Regions from separate parts of the Sus scrofa genome. Here region 2 is linked to region 1. A link is a contact called in public HiChIP or PLAC-seq data. All regions are on one chromosome and are shown on one strand. Each heading gives the region's core, a stretch centred on a gene start, on an enhancer-like site or on the middle of the called end of the contact. The rest is flanking DNA. Distances are from core to core; before and after follow the strand shown.

Evidence for each region. HiChIP or PLAC-seq counts read pairs in DNA pulled down with a chosen protein or histone mark.
Region 2: an H3K27ac HiChIP or PLAC-seq map of alveolar macrophages shows a contact between it and region 1. The contact joins two enhancer-like sites. A contact is called at or near these places in 1 of 5 promoter capture datasets (liver), 22 of 47 Hi-C or Micro-C datasets (alveolar macrophages, brain, embryonic fibroblasts and 12 more) and 2 of 2 datasets of contacts at active chromatin or transcription factors (alveolar macrophages and skeletal muscle).

The regions. Positions count from the first base shown.
Region 1 is chr9:21,680,821-21,686,462 of Sscrofa11.1, reverse strand. No RefSeq gene overlaps it. Among named protein-coding and RNA genes, the nearest start is that of RAB38, 43 kb to the right of the region's middle. Within about 2 kb of position 2,217, at least 20 of the 83 cell types and tissues checked have an H3K27ac peak or open chromatin away from gene starts, as enhancers often do. A contact at or near this core is called in alveolar macrophages, where this site is marked.
Region 2 is chr9:21,946,318-21,952,876 of Sscrofa11.1, reverse strand. All of the region lies in intron 8 of GRM5 (metabotropic glutamate receptor 5), which reads left to right. The region is part of intron 3 of LOC106504843 (a long non-coding RNA gene); the gene reads right to left. Among named protein-coding and RNA genes, the nearest start is that of CTSC, 190 kb to the right of the region's middle. Within about 2 kb of position 3,291, at least 7 of the 83 cell types and tissues checked have an H3K27ac peak or open chromatin away from gene starts, as enhancers often do. A contact at or near this core is called in alveolar macrophages, where this site is marked.

The DNA.
Region 1 (5,642 bases), core at 968-3,467:
AGAGCACCAACCTGCTTTGCACATTATCCTCTCTGTAAATGTTAAGGAAGTTTCTTTTTTTTTAAGCCACTTTACTTTGTACTTTCAATTTACAAATTTAAAAAATGAAGATACCAGAAGCCTAATTAATCCTTATGAATGGAACACCTCTAATTAGAGTAGCTATTACACATTATGTGTAAATATTTAACTGACCCAAAAACTCTCTTGTCAGAGGACCAGATCTCTCCCTTTATGGAGATAAAGAAATATTCTCACTTTAGTTTTTCTTTAAATATAAACATATCTGAGAAGAATGAAATGACACAAAAATAGCAGCTTTTTTTTTTCTTTTCTTTTCTTTCTTTCTTTTTTTTTTTTTTTTTTTTTTTTTAAAGCTGCACCCGCGGCTTATGAAGTTTCCAGGGATTGAATCCAAGCCACAGAACGCAGCTGCAGCAGTGCTGGGTCCTTTAAGTTACTGTGCCAGGCCAGGGATCTAACCTGTGCCTCCGCAGTAACCTGAGCCGCTGCATTTGGATTCTTAACCCAATATGCCACAGTGAGAACTCTGAAGGCATTTTTTTAAAAAACACTGCTGTGTATATGCCAGAGATTTTGCTAGACATTTGAATCATATTTTCCCTAATACCACAATCATCTGTATCCGTTGTGTTTCTGGTTCTTAGAGCACTCTGAGATCTAACTGGTTTATTTGTCACATTCCCTTCTGAGACAGAGATGTGGTAGAATGAGGACAACTGTGGGAAAGGGGACCTGATAGGACCGAAGGCGCATGGAAGTTACCAATGATAACCTGTCATGATCAGTTTTGTCCTATAATTACCTTATTCCAAATCCCCATAACTCCTTGTTCTGCCTCTGCTCATTAGGCAAAGCAGACTCCACCATTTCTCCCATGGAAACAATGGGCAGGAAACTTTCTTTTGATACCACAGAGTTTGTCAGTGGAAAAACTAGTCCTTTCCACTCCTTCTGCCCAAACTCCTTTCTATAAATGAAGCAGAACAGTGATATAAGGCTTCTTTGATTATCCAGTAGAAAGAAGCTGAGATACCTTCATTCAAATGCACACTGTTGCAGGCACTGGCCATGAAGCTCACTTTCTTTGGCTAACAGTATGTGACTCCAGAACACAAGTTAATTAATGTTATGCCAATACTGTTTTGCTTCACCATGAGGAGATTGATTAGTCATGTATCCTGTTTTTATTTAAGCTGTACACCTTTTCCATTCACAACTCTAGTGGCAAAATAATTACTGCAGAAAATGCAAAGGTGCAGCCATGCAGACTCTGGGCGCTGATTTTGTGTTTACTACTAATGTTACCAGCTGGAGCCAGAACCGAGCTCAAGTTCAGCTACTCATGGCTCAGAAGTCAATATTTGAGAAACAAGGGTTGGTGGGAAAAGAAAGATGCTTTAATTGGGAAGCTGGCAACCTGGGGAGATAGTGGACTATCATTCCCCAAACCATTTTCCCCTTGCCAGTTAGAGGGAAAAGGGAGTTACAGGGGAAAAGTGGAAGGTTTCAGGGGTGCGCAGACAGACGCGATGTTCAGAATAGAACAGTCAGAAATCTGACAGTCATCTTGGAACTAGTCATGTCGTGCTCTGGTCAGTGTTATCTTAAGATTGTTTTAAACATAGCTAATCTGCAACTTCAGGGTCTGTTTATTCCCATTTCCTTGAGGCCGGTTCCTGGAATTGTGCAAGCCATAGAGTCAGCACTGCTCAAGATTCAGCAGCTTATGTCCTGGCTACCGTCTGGTTATCATATAGTTAGCTTTTTCCCTCTGATGGTGGTTATTATAGTATCTGCAAAACAACTCAGGAAAGTGCACTGGACACTGTTATCTATGTCTTTCAGGGAGGAACTAAAGATTCTGTGACTCAGCAGCTGTACTTCTGCTGTACTAATCTTTAACTGCTTGAGCCTGATCTTTGGTGACTCAGAGGAGGCCTAGGAGACTACAGCTTTTCTACAAACAGGAGACAGGGAGCACAGAAAATCTTTTGTACCTGGAATAGCTCCACAGGGTCCTGCTTGGCTTTACTAATTCAGTGTGTGACCTGGGTTAGTTCTTTCCCTGATGGGCCCCCAGATTTCCCCTCTGTGAAACTGAAGGGATTAGTTCCTTGCTTTCCAGGTCCTTTCCAGCATCAGCATCCCATGGTCTAAAGTGATTCATGGGCAGGAGATGACCATAGATTTTATGGAGCTCCACCTAGTGGCTCTGTCCCATACTGCAGCTCTAAATTCTCCCTGGGTTTCTTAGGCCTTGAGTGAGGCGCCTCAGATAGTTTTGGTTTGCTCATGACCTAGTACGTTCATAAACTGTAGAACAAGGGAGAATAGAGAGGAGTGGCAAAAAGAAGGGGACCAGGAAAAATACTTGTTTTGAGTGTCATATTTAGTAAAACCTTAAATTTAGATCAAATTCAGACTTGGGTACTATCTCTGAAATAATACAGATAGCTATTGAGTCTGTGAATGTGTATGTTTTAAGCATGAATTAATTAAATGTAAACATTTAAAATGTACTTCAGGTTTTGTAGCCATGTATAGATATTGTCACTTAAAATAATTAGAGCTGGAGCCTCAAATAAGCTAAGTAGTTTAAACTATTCTGACTTTTGAGAAATTCCATATGTAGAGAACACGGTTAGTACATGCCAAGCAAAATTCTACTGTGGTAGATTCCTTGAGGGATAAGTTCTTAGGGGAGATGGGGAAAAGCATGTAAAAATAATTAGTCCTATAAAATAATGAAGATGTTTCACTGTGTACCTGCTTCGTGATTAAGCTGAACACAGGACACAGAGTGGATGCAGGAGACGTAGTTCCCATTATCCTCAAGAGACTGATAATTTAGTAGGTGAGGCAGATGTTTATAGGCATGTTGAGAATATTATCTGTAAATATATGAGCTATGATAGAACTTTCTTCAATAACTTCAGTGGTAATACAACAGAGATATCTATTTTGTTGGGAGAGTCAAGGAATCCGTGGAATCGAAGACACAGAATACTGTAGAAGAACAGAATAGCAGGAATTCTTCACAGAATAGAAGCTGGTACTTAAAAGATAATTCAGCATTTTCTAATAGGATGGGGAGGAGCTCTTCAGAGAAACTGAAGAGCATATAACGCCACTCGTTAAGTGGAAAATGATTCACAGTACCAATGTCAAATGTGTCTGAGTGTTTAGAGAGTGAGGAAAGTCCATTTATCTTTTTCCTGTTCCTGTTATTTTCTCAGACAAAAGCTTAGCCCCAGTATTCATTTTTCTTCCCTGAAAGCACTAAAAAGTCAGCACAGCCATGACTACAATGTACCATGAAGCAAGTATGACTTGTTTGTAAAGAATATGGGCTTTTGAGGCTACAGAACTTGCTTTGAGTCCTAGCTCTGTGCTTTCTAGCTAAGTAAACTTGAGCAACATTTTAGCTCTTGGAGTTTTGTTACTCCTTTGCAAGATGTGAGAAAATAATAATACTCACTACATCAATTGTTAGGAAGATTAAACATGAGCACAAGTAATATCAGGAATGAAAGTGAGGACATTATTATTAGATATGAGAGAAATTAAAATGATAGAAATAATGAAAGACATTTGCTAATAAATAGTGAAATTTTGATAAAATTAATGTTACTTTAAAACACAATTTATTGTAACATACTCATGATGCACTATAAAAATTGAATAGTCCCATATCCAGTAAAAAAAAAAAAAAAAAGTATCTGAAAATAAAAAGCTTCCCACAAAGGAAACTCTAGGCACAGATAAATTTAGTGGTAACTTATTACAAACATTTAAGGAAAAAATAACACTAACTCTGCTAAACTTTTAGAGGACAGAAAAAGAGGGAACACTTCCAATTTTACTAGCCAGTGTAATCTTGATAACAAAACCTGATACAGACATTATAAGAAAGAAATATTACAAGTTAATATCTCTCATAAACGTAGTTGCAAAAATCCTCATTATATTAGCTGATAACGGCATCAAGTAAGATGGTTGTTTCAATATTTGAAAATCATATAATTCACCATATTTAGAAAATAAAGGAGAAAATCATATGATTATCTCAATAGTTGCAGAGAAAGCATTGATACCTCTCAATATCTATTCATCTTATAAACTCTTAGCATACTAGAAGTAGAATCTTCTTTAATATATTAAAGAACAGCCGTCAAACCCTCATGGAATGCTTCACGATTAATGGTAAAATCTTTGAAGTTTGCAGCATGAGATCAGGAATAAGATTAAGATGCCCACAATTACCTCTTCTGTTTAACACTATACTGGAGATCCCGTTAGGACAAATGTATTAGAAAGGAAGAAATAACTGTCATTATTTGTGGATAACATGATTATAGATGCGGAAAATCCAAAAGAATCTCCATTTAGTCTATATGAATTAGCAAGTAAATTCAGTAAATCGAGCCTACAAATATCCATTTGCATTTTATATACCAGCAAAAAGTGACTAGGAAAAAAACTTTAAAACTATGTAATGAATGATATCCAAGGCCTCCAATGACACAACACATTTTTGAGAGATTTTAAACATACTCCAATGGATCTAGATCAAAAGCAAACACGTTCACAAATACCCATAAAAGATTAGCACTAATTGCATGCAAGCCCCAATAAGGAGACAACTTACTAATTGCTCATCATAGGATGGTTTTCAAAAAAGTTCTGTGAAAACTGTCATTGACTTCAGAGCTTTGTTCATATCTGGCAGGAAAGATTGCGGTATGTCTTATGAGTGTCTGGAACATCAGAGGAGCCAAAGAAGAGAATGCTAATAGTGATCTTCAAACTGCAGATGAGGGAGGGCAAGGAAAATGGGTGGGGGCTGGTGGAAAAAAATAACTTATATGTAGAAAGCTGCCACGAGGATCCAAAGGGAAGCAGCAAGTCACCAGACTTGGCTTTTCAGTTGTTAACAAGGCATTGTATTGACAGTAATTTCTGTCTTTTGACTCAACATAAATATGCACTCAAATCTAGCTTTTTGTATACTAAAAATATGTATTTACACTCTGTCCTCTAACTGGTGAAGCTAAGGTCACATGGTGAGAAATATTAAGACAATGTTATTCAAAGCATGGATAAATTTTGTGAGCCTACCTTTAGGCTTATAAATTTATTGATCACATACTATGCGTCAAGTGCTATGGAAGAGGTTTTACACATATAATATCTATTAGATAATTTGGTACCTTTCTAAAACATAAGGGAATGAGACTCAGAGAGGATATGCAGCTTATTCAAGGCACCCAGATAGAGTGTCAAAAGTCAGTTTTGAACTCAAACTTACCTCTCCCTAAAACATGAGCTCTTTTCATTATACCATGATGCCTACAACTTGAGGTGTGTGATAAACTCAGTATCTGAATACATACTGATACATACTAATGATGTATCAGATAAGCTCAGCATCTGATACATCACTAGTGTTTAATAAGTTCTATTATTATTATGGTGATTAAAATACGACTGAATATCACAGAGTCCCTCTTTTTTACAAAAAAAAAAAAAAAATGAAGTAGAGTCTGAATCTCTTATCCAATAAATGGTTGCTGCTTCTTGGCAGCACACATTATGAAAAACTATATGAATGATAATGC
Region 2 (6,559 bases), core at 2,042-4,541, 270 kb before region 1:
CATAGGCTATTTAATCCATACAGTTTCCAAAAGATGGAATTATTTTTCTAAGATTATACACTTAGCTTGTGACTGAATCCATGACTGCCAGGTTTCTCCTGATCTCCTGGCACTGGGCCTTGTATCCTTCAGCATCTTTAGCTGGAAAAAGAGCTCCTATTGGTCTGTGAAGGGAGAATCAGATATAGAACTTCAACTCCCAGTGATATGCTAAAGAAACTCCCAGAGGAGGTAACACTGAATAGAAAGCTAAGGAGGAGTGTTTGAGTTGCTTAGGTGGGGGAAGAAGTTCCAGCAGGAGATAATAACAGACACAAAGATTCAGAGCTCTTTCAGGGCCCTTCGGGGCCCCTTCCTGTCTCCTAGCTGTCTGTGCTCACCAAGATCAATCCATGGCCTCGGCCTCCTTTCTCCCTGGGGTCTCTTCTTTGGACAACTCAGCCATCATTGTACTTCCAAGTCTCAAGTATTCTTCCCTGAGCTCTAGTTGTGAGAATCCAAATGACAAATGGATAGTTTCATCTTTAAACCTGGCATCATCTCAGCCTTGACACATCCCAAACTCACTCTTTTATGTATATATATAATTATTTGGCAATGGTTTCTTTTTCACGTTTCTGTTAAATGTAACAAGTGCCACTTCCTGCCATCAAAAGTTAGCCATGCTTAATTTGTCCTTGTCCTCAAACACACTTAGCCAGATAGTAGATGCTACTGAGACACCACATGCTATTTGAAATGTTTTTCAAACAGTTTTATCCTCATTTTTTTTTTTTGTCTTTTTTTTTTTTTTTTTTTTTTTGCTATTTCTTGGGCCGCTCCCGTGGCATATGGAGGTTCCCAGGCTAGGAGTCCAATTGGAGCTGTAGCCACCAGCCTACGCCAGAGCCACAGCAACGCGGGATCCGAGCCACATCTGCAACCTACACCACAGCTCACGGCAACGCCGGATCGTTAACCCACTGAGCAAGGGCAGGGACCGAACCCGCAACCTCATGGTTCCTAGTTGGATTCGTTAACCACTGCGCCACGACAGGAACTCCTATCCTCATTTTTATTTTTACAACTGCTATACAAATCAATTATTTTATCTCTGTACATCTGAATTACTATAATAGTGATAAACTCAGTCCATTTAACCACCTCAAAAACAGTCAGTGCCTCCTCACTTCCCACATCAAAACTATGCTACTAACAATTCAAGGCTCTTCAGAATGTCTTCAGGTTACCTTTCTTACCTTTTCAACCTTATTTCATGCTCCTCCTGAGCTTTAATCTTCTGCATAAATCAAGCTACCTCACACATGGTCCCCAACATGGCTGCTTCTACAGAATTACTTACTGACCATGAAATTAATTCATCCTCACTCATCTTACCTGGTCCAGCTCATGCCATTTATAAAGTCATTACTCACCATCTACCCCACAGAAGTTCTAAATATACACAGCCTATTATTATTGACTTCACCATTCATCTAGACAATTATTCACTGAGAATGTGCTATGTACCATGAATTGTTCTCTCTCTGATGATAAAGTGGTGACGAAAACAAAATCTCAACCCTCCCTAGAACTTCAATTGCAGTTGGAGAGAATAACAATAAAAAGTAAAAAAAAAAAAAAATACATCATATAATACCATTAATTATATGGAATAATGATTATTAAAAGCAAGAAAAAAGGGAAAGAACTAGAGTGAGCTGGATAGGGAATGATTTTGGACATTTTTAGATATGGTGCCATGAACAGCCTCGCTGAATAAGCTGAACAGAGAGCAAAATGAAGTGAGAAAATAAAATACACAAAGACCAGGGAAGTGGAGGGTAAGTGTTCCAGGCAGAGGGAATAGCAAGTGAAAAAAATGTGAGACAGGAGCTAGATGGTTATTTTAGGGGACAAGCAAGGTCCACTGTGGTTGAGAGAATGGTAAGAGAAGAATGTAGCCTGGCACTTGGAGATCAGATTAGGTGAGGTACAGATTTTGTATTTTCTCCTGAATGTGATGGGAAGCTTTGGCAGGTTTGAGCAGTTACACGATGAGGTTAATATGTTAAAGAAATCCCTCTGGTTTCCATAGATACAATAGAAAGTAGAGTGGAAAGAAGGAAGAAATCAGCTAGAAATCCATTCTGACAGACTAGGTGAGAGACTATGATGGTTTCAAGTACAAAGTATAATGATAGGATTTTCATCATTGTTATGTTGTATGTGAAGGAAAGAAAAAAAAAAACTTAAAAGATGAGTCTTAGATTTTCAACCTGCATAAATGGGAGGATTGGGACCTGTGTGATTCAGACTTGGGGAGGAGAGGTTCGAAGTTCTGGAGATGTTAATATGATGCCTGTCAATTGAGCTCAGAGAAGAAATCCAGGATGGACATTAAAACAGAAGGGTTGGGAGAGCCATTCACATTTTGATAATAACACGGCTAAATGAGCAAAAATTGGGGACCAAGGATGGGGAGGTAAAGGGGAGAGAGCCTGATGAAAAAATAAGCTTGGTTTAGGAATTGTTAAATTTGAATTCTAGGAGACACCTAAGGGAACATATCTAAGAAACTGATGGAGAAAAACTGGTCTGAAGATCAAAAGGGTTTAGAGTTTGAGGTACACTTTGGGAGAAGAAAGGGAAGCTCTCTTGGACTAGATAAGGGAAAGTCTGATGAACAGACAAAGAATTCCTGAATATTAGTATTAAGTACATCCCCAGACACAAGGGATAACACAACAGCAAGAAGAATGATCCACATGTGAATGAGTGAGCAATAGAGAAGTCAAACTGGATAGAGTTAAGAGTCATCACCATTGGATGTGGTAACTAGAGGTGGGTTTGGGCTTGAACAAAAACCCACTGAGGTCCCAGCTTTTTGAGGAAGTTCTTTGTATCCCAGAGGCCCAAGCAAAGATGGAAATCATTGTTCATTCATCAGGTAGAACACTCTCACTAACTGGATCCTGATCCACAGAACAAACTTTGACACAGTATACAAATTGCCAAAGTGCAGGCGGGATACCCACAACTGAGAATCCTGTTGGTACTGAGAGTACTGAGACCCATGGCAGCCTCCTCCAAACCTCCGTTTGTGATGGGTCTCAGTTCCTGGCAGCCTCCTAAACCCATTATGCTGTCTAGCCACATGTTCATAAACCGCGAACTGCAGGAGCAGCCAAAGGAGCTTCGGAGCTTGTCAGTCCTGCCTTGAGCACAGCCATCCCAACCAAGGACTGTGCTGACAAGTGCAGATTCCTGAGACGTGTGTGATGAACAAGGCCCCCTAGAGGGCAGCAGAGCCCCGCAGGAGGGGGCAGAAATGCCAAAAGGGGTGAGTGGGCAGCTTCACTAACGGAGACACAAGGGGGCAATACACACCTTTATGGAGAATGGAATCAAAATAAAACCTAGTGAATTAAAGAAAGTAGGTAATACAAGAGGTAGAAAGATCTAAGCTGTACGCCAGACAACAAAGACAAGTTAGCCAGAAAGAGAAGAGTTGAGAAGACATTAGTTACAGGAAAGCAAGGTTCTCTCTTTGGTGATGTTTATGAACCAAACAATAATAATTAATAGGTACTATTTGCTCAGAACCTACTATACATCATGTTGTCTGCTATGCACCAGATGATATTTTAGGCACTGGAGATATTAAGATGAACACAATACCGTCCTTCCCCTAAATAACTCCTTTCTTCTTAGTAGAGTCAGAGATGTAAGCAAATAATGTCAGCAGAGCGTCGTAGGAGGCTTAAGTCTTTGTAGGGGGAACTGCAGGGGCACAGCAAGGGAAATAATTACATGCGAGGAGAAGGGAAAGGCCTCGAAGAAGGATGACGTGTTTGTATGGATCCTGGTTGTGGTGTTTTTTTCTCTGCCCTCAGATTTCTGTAAGTCTTCCCTGAAATAATCCGTCTTTTTTTTTTTTTTTTTTTCCTCTCATTCATTTATTCTTTTATGTAGCACATTTCTTCACTGGGCCCTACCAGGCTCCAGTCACCTTTGTGGGCACGGAGATACAGAAGGTGTCTCTGACCTGGTATTGATCTGAGAGGCACTAAGCTTGGTTCTCCCCCTTCTCTCATCTTTGCACCCTGGCCCTTCTCTAGGGGTGATGGGGAAAGTCAAGCCCTTCTGTTCTAATAGGTCCTGGCTGAGGAGGAAAGGTAACAGAAAAGGAACATGATGTCTTTCTGCTTAACTATTATCGCTTGGGCATTCAACAAACATCGACTGTCTACAACGGGCCAGGCTTCTGCCCCTCGGGCCAGATGAAGTTCACGTTCTATGACAGCATTTTCCATTTCCGTTCTAGGCCCTTTCCATCCTAGCCACCCAAATGATGCTGTGGTTATCTTCACCAGGAATGTAGGCCTCTCTTCTTTATGGCATCTACCTCTATCATCCCCATTAGAGTTGAAGATCCTTGAGCTCACAGGCTGCGAAATGTATTTTCCTAATGCACCTATAGAACCAAGCACTACGCTGCATCTCTAGAAGACGTATAATATGTGTCTGAGTATATTATCCTTGTATTATTTATAATTAGATTGAATTCCAACATGAACATGCATCAGCTATGTGAACTACAGTTCTCTTTTTTAAAAGGTCATCACTACTTTTCCAGGGTTGTAAGGATGTTTGAACAACCTATTAAAAACCCCAACAGTGCCTGGCACGTATGTTTTCTCCTTATGCTTCGTTTCCTATTCTTTGGCATCCCCTTGATTTTTGTAAATTGAGTTTTCTCTTCCCTTTCAGTCATCCCTTTGGCAATTTTGGTTATTTTCTTTAATCTGGTGTTCTGGAGTACAAGCTTTACAGTCCAACCATCCAGATATATGTCTGGCTTTGCCCCCTCCAATCATGTGACTTTGAGCAAGTCACTTAACTGCTCTGTGACCCAGTTTCTTTCTCTATAAAATGAGGATGATAACAGTACCTACCTCCTAGTGTCTTTGTGAAAATAAATAATAAAATTGTGTTGTGAGTTAAGTAGCATTGCTCTCATTAGTCAAAGATAAAATTTTAGAGAAGTTATATAAAAGGCCCCAAATCATACAGCTAGTAAGTGGTATTTGCTAGGAATCAAACGCATGCTGATTCGCTCCAAAGCCAGTGCACTGAATGACCAGGATGTACTGTCTGCCTCAAGCAAACCAAAGCCCAAGGCATTTAGAAAAATTAGTAAATACATCTGCTGTGATAATACATGATTTTAACAGACCACAAGACATTATCCTAAAACCAGGAGAAACAGAATTCCCTTTATTAAAATGATATTATTAAATCAGTGGGATGAAGAAGGAAGCAAAGTGAAAGGTGGCCCCTGGCCATAGACACGTGATTGATTCCTTCAGTCCAGTACAATGGAATAGAGAGAATTCTCCCGAAGCTCATGTAAGAGCACAACTCGGCAGACCCAAGACTTGCAGAGACCACTTCCCTCTCTTTGAATATTCCCTCCACGTCATTTTCAAATCCAGCCTAAATCACCGCAGCCTAAGTCAGGGCACGTGGGAGCAGACAGATCATGTGAACTGGGTCCGAATGGTGGTAAAAATCAAAGATTCATGAACCCACCAGTTTTAATGGAGTTGATACAGGTCATGTCCCAGAGCCGGACCCATGGTTTCATAAGCACCTGGGGTCGTGTGGAGAAACAAGACAGAATGTTTTGTATCAGAACTGTCTGGGAAACACCTGCCTACACACAGAAGCTATCAGAATGACAATTAGGGGAATAACAATCGCGTGCACCTGCTAAGAGCCGGAATTTTATATAAACGATCTTGCTGATCCCCAACACTTCCACTGTGCAGCTAGGGAGTCTGGAACTCAGAAAGCATCAGCAAGTCTCCTAGCATAACACAGCTGGTTTATGGTATCCTTAGGAGAGAGGAGGTAAACTCTGGGAAGCAGGGGTAAATACAACTATGTGAGACTTAAAGTCCATGCAGTTGGGGGGAGGGTGCACTATTTAAGAAAAAGATCCGAAGGGGGAAAAAATGTGAATACAAAAGTAGGAACATAGACTGCCGTGAGTGAGGGGCCCTGATTCTCTGTGAGCTTCAGAGCAAAGCAGCTTCCATAGAGAAACACGGAGGTATGGGCTCCAACCGACCCCAGACGGAGAAAATCAAGCAGCTAAGTGCAAACTGTCATTGGCGTCAGTACTAAAAAAGGGATCAGGCTGCCAATCTTCCAGGGTCCTAAGGTCAGAGAGCAGGGGCAGGGGCTCAAGCCCAGAGATGAGGAAAAAGACGAAAGGGTTTGGAAAATAGCACAGTTGCCTGTGTGCCTTCAGCCATGTAAAGACAGAACTCAGCCCAACAAACGGCCCAGCTGGTGTCTGTAACCAGCACTTTAGTGAGAAACAATGTGCATCGTAGTTAACCCACCCAGTAATCTTGGGCGAGTTACTTAATCCCCTATCTGTGTCCTAGTTCATCCTCCTTTGTAAAACAGGGATAAGAGTGGTACCTAGTTCAAAGGGCTGCTGCAATGATTAAATCAGTACATCTGGGTATACCATGTGTCTGGTTTATTCCAAGTGCTTAGCAAGTAC